2 separate regions of the Mus musculus genome follow, and region 2 is linked to region 1. A link is a contact called in public Hi-C data. All regions are on one chromosome and are shown on one strand. Each heading gives the region's core, a stretch centred on a gene start, on an enhancer-like site or on the middle of the called end of the contact. The rest is flanking DNA. Distances are from core to core; before and after follow the strand shown. Region 1 overlaps Gm30799 (a long non-coding RNA gene). Region 2 overlaps Sipa1l1 (signal-induced proliferation-associated 1 like 1).

Region 1 (3,110 bases), core at 294-2,793:
GCAGCTGCTACCTGGGCTGTTTCTCCCTCTGCCTGTCATCTGCCCTGTTGTCTCCACCCCTTCACTGACTTGCAGGAATTTCGCCCCTGCTCTGGAAGCTTTCCACGGAAAGAGAAGCAGACTGAATCCAATTCTGTTTTATGTGGTTGACGGCCTTCTCGTCACCAGGTTTAACAGATGGCTTTTCATCTGCTTGCCTTTCCGGCCCATACCGTGAAGACTGCATCAGGAGGAGCCGAACTCAAAGTCCTCTCGCCCTTGTTGGACAGGCCATGCCTGCCTACCTTCTAAGCCCCTGCCAGCTCCTAAATTCCATGCTTCCAAATAAGACAGTAAAATATTCGACTCTGTGGATTGTTAACAGATTCTTGGCCTGAGCACAAGTCGCCCCTAATGTGCCTGACTGGATACCAATATAAAGTACAATGGGTTCGCATATGCAATGCGTTGTCTTTCATTTTTAAAATCTCATTTTATAAAACTTTTAATTGAATCAGGCTTGAACTTCCTGTGGCTCGAAGCCAAATAGAATTACACTGATGCTAAAAATGTAAATGCATCCCAGATCCCATGGCCTGTGTATGCTCGGAGACACTGAAGCCTGAAGGCTTGTATGCACACTGAGATGAGAAGGGAGAAGCTAACGATTCAGGTGTCTGATTTATAAACATTTACAGGAACATTTTAAACGTTCTGCTTCAGAATGGTAAAACTATCTTTGACTTTGGAATTCTAGAATGCCAGACCTGGGAAGACTTCTGTGGAATCATTGGCTCATTCTCCACATGGTGGAAAGGAAACTGGGAAGGGGAAAGGAGAGACAATTTCAGGATGCCTCCAGTATCAACAGAGCCAGGGCCAAGTCGTATCCAACACACCCTGGTTCCGCTTCGACTGTGTCAGTCACTGTCCGTCCTATACATTGAGAGGTCTTGAAGTCACCCCAAGTACTGGGAAGTCCATGCCATCCTTTATCTGCTTTGCCCCTCATTCTGCATGAATTCCTCATGAAATAGACCGGTATCAGGCATGCGTGCATGCTCAGGAGACTAGAAATGGAAAAGAATGCTAGCTTCTCTCCTGTCTCCAGCCCCATTCTGCAAACAAGATGCCCACACAGAATCATGGAGGTCACTGCCTGGTGCCAATTCTTTTCCAGCCACCCATTTTACTTCAGAAATGGAGTTCTTATGACCCATGGATCGCCACGGACCGATGACATTGCTGCCCATCACATCTCCCTATCTTGTGGCTTGGTAGGGAACATCGATCGTTTGGAACATGCACAGACAAAATTTATCTTCCTTTTTTTTAAAAAGGAGCATACTCTCCCCCTCCCCCGCAGCAAAGGGAAACTGTATAAAGATGCTGATCTTTGGGGGTGCACGCTTTGACTCTGATACTAAGGGGCCCGGTATCTTTCTTTGCCTGTGCTGTTGCCAGGCAGACTAGTTACCAACGCAAAGCTCCTCCCTGATAAGTTGAACTGTTCCCCCTCCCAACTTCATTATGCCTGCAGCCGGAGCTCTGCTGCAGAGGAAGCCATGCCAGATACCCTGATTCATGTGCTTAAAATATCTGCCAGCCTGGGGATGCGGGCGAGGCAACAGATCTGGAAAACACAAATCAGATCATCAGCTGTTCTGAGCATGTGCGAGAACAGCAGCAGGATGGAGATGTGAACCACAACCAGGAGGAGGGGAACGGATACGGCTTCTAGACTGATGGGTGGGTAAGGCGGGCAGGAGCAGGCATGCAGTTTTAATGCTCTTAAAACTATCACTGAACATTCCAGGCACCAGGTATAAGGATGGACGGAGGCTTAGCCTGAGTCCACAGGGCTAGGCTGGAAAGGGTGACCCCAGTGTTGGAGAATCTTGATACACTCTGTGTAGGCATATCACTAGGTATTGACCCAGAGCATGCTGGCAAAGGACTGTCTCACTGAGTTAGGTATACCTGGCCCTTTAATAGGTTTATCTTAAGGTTTGTGGGATGGTTCAGTGGGTAAAAGCAGGAGCCACATAAGCCTAGAGAGCTGAGTTTCCGTCCTAGATCCTAAGTGGAAGGAGAGAACCAACTGCTCAAAGGAGTGCCCCCATTCTCCCAGGCACACCATACGTAGCATGCACATACCAGTGTGTGTGTGCGCGCACATGACCGCTCCCAATAATAATAATAAATAACATTTTAATGGGTTATATAATTTTATTTATGTTTTTATTTTATTTAAGGTCTCACTAAGTTGCCCAGGCCTTTCAAACTTGCTACATAACCGGTGGATTTGCTGTCTTCCTGCCTCAGCCTCCTCAGGAACTAAAATTACAAATGTGCTCCCACCAAGGCTGGCTGAGAATGTTCTGTGAAGAACTTGGACCAAGTCCCTTAGTTTGGGCTTCAGAGAGAACTTGGCTTTGCTTTCACTCCACACCAGGTAGAAAATGCAACAGAGGGAGAGGGAGAGAGACAGAGAGACAGAGAGAGAGAGACAGAGAGACACAGAGAGACACAGAAAGAGACTCTGTGGGTTGGGAACCCCCTGAAACAACTGTATGTAAGGAAATTATGTAGAAATGTCCCACTCGTGTGAACTGGAGTTTAGGCACCTAAGGGAGCCGAGAAAGATTCCTAAGCAGACAAGAAGGAGGTAGGACCAAGAACTCCATCATCTCTGGGAAAAGTCAGAGGCCCTTCCTTTAAGACCAGCAATGGAACTACCCAGTCACTTCTGAAGCACAGACGTGAAGCGGTTTGGCCACATAGCTGAGTGTGGGCCATCAGATCCTAGGATTTCTTGGCCTGGATCTGGGGACAGCTGGCCTCCTCGAAAATGATGGCGTTCCCTTGGGCTTTGCATGCCTGCACCCTAATTCCGAAGTCATTTTAGAAACACGAGAGGTGAGGGGGTTCCCAGACAGCTCAGATTTCTAGCCTTCAGCCATTCACATTCTGTGTCACCATGTCACCTTCATGTCACCTTCAACCAGATCAGGCGCCTTGGGGTGGTGAGGAGAACACCAGGAGTTCATGAGAAGACAGTGGGAGGTGCCATTCCATGGCAGCCATCTTTTCTCAGGCAGGGGTGCCTATGAGTTACAGAGTCGGGGCTC
Region 2 (3,221 bases), core at 145-2,644, 230 kb before region 1:
CCAGTGCTACAGCCAAATAGGGATGGTTGAAGATGACCCAGTGATCTCCCAGGACAATCTAGGAAGAGTGAGAAACGCGGTGTGGGGCAGCCCGCTATCCCAGGGTAGGTGCTCAGCAGGAAATTCTTGTCATGGTTTCTTCAACTGTGCTCAGATCTAGTTATTTATCCACAGAAGAGTTCTGGAAGCAAGTAAGGCAGGGATACTATGATCTCTCTCAGGACATCATCATCCATAAACCTTGTTGAAACTTAGAGATTTATAGATTAAAAGTCACTATCGACTCTATCCAAACCAACAGATTTTTCTTCCTTCCTTTTTTCTTTTTTTGTTTTTCTTTTCTTTTTTTGCAACAGGATCTCATATAGCCCAGCTTGTTTTAAAAATTACTCTTGGCTGAGGCTGGACTTGAACTCATGATTCTCCTTCCTCTGCCTCCCATGTGTGGTGGTTACAGGTATTACATCACCACATTTGGTTCTAAGAAGCTTCTTAATTTGATCACAGACTCATCAACATAAAGTAGCCCAGTGTCTGTCTGTCTGTCTGCCTGCCTGCCTGCCTCTCGCTTGAGAGCGTGCACACACACACACACACACACACACACACACACACACACACACAGAGCAAGTTTACCAGAGGATTTATGTTTATCTTTGGATAGATTCTAACTCGAGGCTTTAGTTTTTTATCTTCTAAAATGAGCAAGTGTTATCATCTACAATCAGAACAAAACTTATTAGAAAAACATAAATTTGTTGCTAAAAACACAGAACGTGATCTGGGAATGTAGGGCATTGAACAGACCTTCAAATAATAATACTGATAAAACACGGCCCCGTGTTAATCCTCCATCATTCAAATCAGTGCACAGTCAAACCTGAACAGAGCAAGTGCTTCCATGAGATGTCCTTGTGCTAAACCTTCCAATTACAATGAACTGGAAGAGGGTTAAGAGAGCCCGGCCACTTTAGAAAAGAGATGTTTACAGTATCTGAATAACGGCTACATGGAGATGACTAGCTTAGCTAATCTCTTCCTCACTGACAAATGTTTTCTTTAGATTTCATTTTGACATTGAGTCCCTTCACAACCAGTGTCTCCACTTCAACCCTTCCCAAGACTTTAGTGACCCCAGAAATCAGACAAAGCTGGCAAACAAACACAGGTGGTCCCTTCCTTGGGTTGAATCTGTCCTTGTCACCACTCTCCTTCTCTAGAGCTTTCAGCTAAATGATGTCACTGTGGCCTCGAAGAGCAGCTTTCTGGAGAGCAGCACTGAAGAGCACCAGGCACTGGCAGTGCAGGCAGGAGCCAAGGAGACTAGCAGCATAGTCACAGGAGCTGGTGTGACCTGGGAAATGCTTTCCCTCCCAGCACCCACTGATTAATGAATGCTAATAAGGATTCTCAGAGGAATCAGCCTCAGCAGGAAAGCTTCTGCAGGCTGCCAGCTTGTTAGCTAGGACCCACCCTCCTGCACAGAAAGGCACATTCCAGCCTCAAATCCCTGCAGCTATCTAGTTGAGGGAAGAGAAAAGTGATGTGTAGAAACCAGACAGCTCAAGAAAGGAGCCTCAAAATGGCTTTGTTAAGAGCATGGTGGGGTTTTTTTTTTTGAACATTATATGTTCTGAAGACAATTTAACAAAGTGCACTTGAAAAAGTACACCACAGTTAGCTTGAAGAGTCAAGGGGCAGCAAGAACAGTCTGTTCTAAGCACAACTCAAATCCAAATCAGCGGGCCTCAAGAATTAACAGCAGCAGCTCCTACAGTGCACTCAGGATTCTAGAACATCACCTAAGGAAGACTCTAAAAGAAAAGCCTCCGGATAGACACATGGAATCCCTCCCTCCCTGTTAGTAGCACTTCCTCAAACAGACTGCAGACAGTCCGATCTATTCATCACTGCATCTGGATGCCCACACACAAGCTGTGACTAAAGGCTCTATATGGAGGGACTCTGTCATATGTCTCAGTCCTCATAAGCAGCCAGTGAGTTGAGGATCTCAGACTCCACGAACAGAGAAATAGTTCAGAAGGGAAATATCACACCCAGCAACACAAGGTAAGTGGGCTATGTGTAACACAGGTGCTTTCTATGAGGTGGGCACACACTCAACACATTTGTGCTGGCAGTTAAAGAATGAATAATTAGCTAATACAGAAGAAAAAGGCCTCCCTGTCCAGTCCATGTCACTTCTTAAGTCTCCCCCAGGCTCTGGGTCTACTAGAAATGCATCCATCCAGGAGGAAAATAATAAACAGTGGCAGCAGCGGCTTCTAAACTGGTGGTCAGTCTGGGACCCTTCAGAGCATCTCAACAGCTACCAGGCCCACCTTGGCCTAAAGTAGGCCTGAAAGGCAGGGCTAAACAGAGGCTCCCTCCACATGGCTTCCTTCACTAGGCTGCAGGAAATGGGTAAGGTGCCATGTCACTAAGAACTACCAGATGACTGGGCTTGAGTTACTAAGGCAACGTTCCAAACACAAAACTGTCAATTTCCGTGAAGACGACCTTGGTGAGAACTAGATTCCCCACATGAGGAAGCTCAGGGCCAGAAAGTAGAAACCCATAAAGGTTAAATAGCCAAGCAGAGCCCGCCTATGAACAGACCTCATGCCTCACTGCTTATTGGAGCTGTCAGGCCAGGTTGCCCTTCCAGAACATACTTTTCTAATAACACTGGAGCCGTGTGAAGAGATACCTCTGCATTTCTCAAAGACACCCTGCAGTGCAGAAGAGATGGGGGCTCTGTTGCCTCTATAGTCTAATCCTCAAGCTCTGCTCCTTGTAGTAGGCTCCTCCACTCTGGAATCCCATAATTAACTCTACATGTTTGGGCATTTCCTCCCTGGTGACCAGTATTTTTGAAAACTAAGGGTTAGAAATAGAGGCCAGAGGATCCCAGGTGAAATGCGGAGAGGCTGGAGTAGTGTGGGCGGTTCCTAGGTTGATACAACAAGAGAGCACAGTTCCAGCCCTGAGTTCAGGTGTCACCACCACACAGCTCACAGGGGCTTCAGTTTCAGCTCTCCGATTCACAAATGTCATGCCAGTAGGAAAGGAAGGCTGACACCCGCTCATCTCCCCCGGCCCTCTTGCCATCAAAGAACATGAAAACAGACACAAATGAATAAATCCTTTAAAAAAGCTGTGAATGACCTACTTAAAACTGGCTGACACTGTCCCAGGGAAACGCCTACTAATGCAGAGCA

The links. Hi-C and Micro-C count contacts between places; a contact is called where the count stands out from the background.
Region 2: a Hi-C map of cerebral cortex shows a contact between it and region 1, with 2.0 times the contacts expected there. The contact joins two enhancer-like sites. A contact is called at or near these places in 2 of 484 Hi-C or Micro-C datasets (cerebral cortex and liver) and 3 of 9 other capture datasets (adipose tissue, embryonic stem cells and liver).

Annotation. Positions count from the first base shown.
Region 1 is chr12:82,102,879-82,105,988 of GRCm38.p6, reverse strand. The region is part of intron 6 of Gm30799 (a long non-coding RNA gene); the gene reads right to left. Among named protein-coding and RNA genes, the nearest start is that of Gm30799, 35 kb to the right of the region's middle. Within about 2 kb of position 1,543, at least 57 of the 459 cell types and tissues checked have an H3K27ac peak or open chromatin away from gene starts, as enhancers often do. A contact at or near this core is called in cerebral cortex, where this site is marked.
Region 2 is chr12:82,333,439-82,336,659 of GRCm38.p6, reverse strand. All of the region lies in intron 1 of Sipa1l1 (signal-induced proliferation-associated 1 like 1), which reads right to left. Among named protein-coding and RNA genes, the nearest start is that of Sipa1l1, 24 kb to the right of the region's middle. Within about 2 kb of position 1,394, at least 59 of the 459 cell types and tissues checked have an H3K27ac peak or open chromatin away from gene starts, as enhancers often do. A contact at or near this core is called in cerebral cortex, where this site is marked.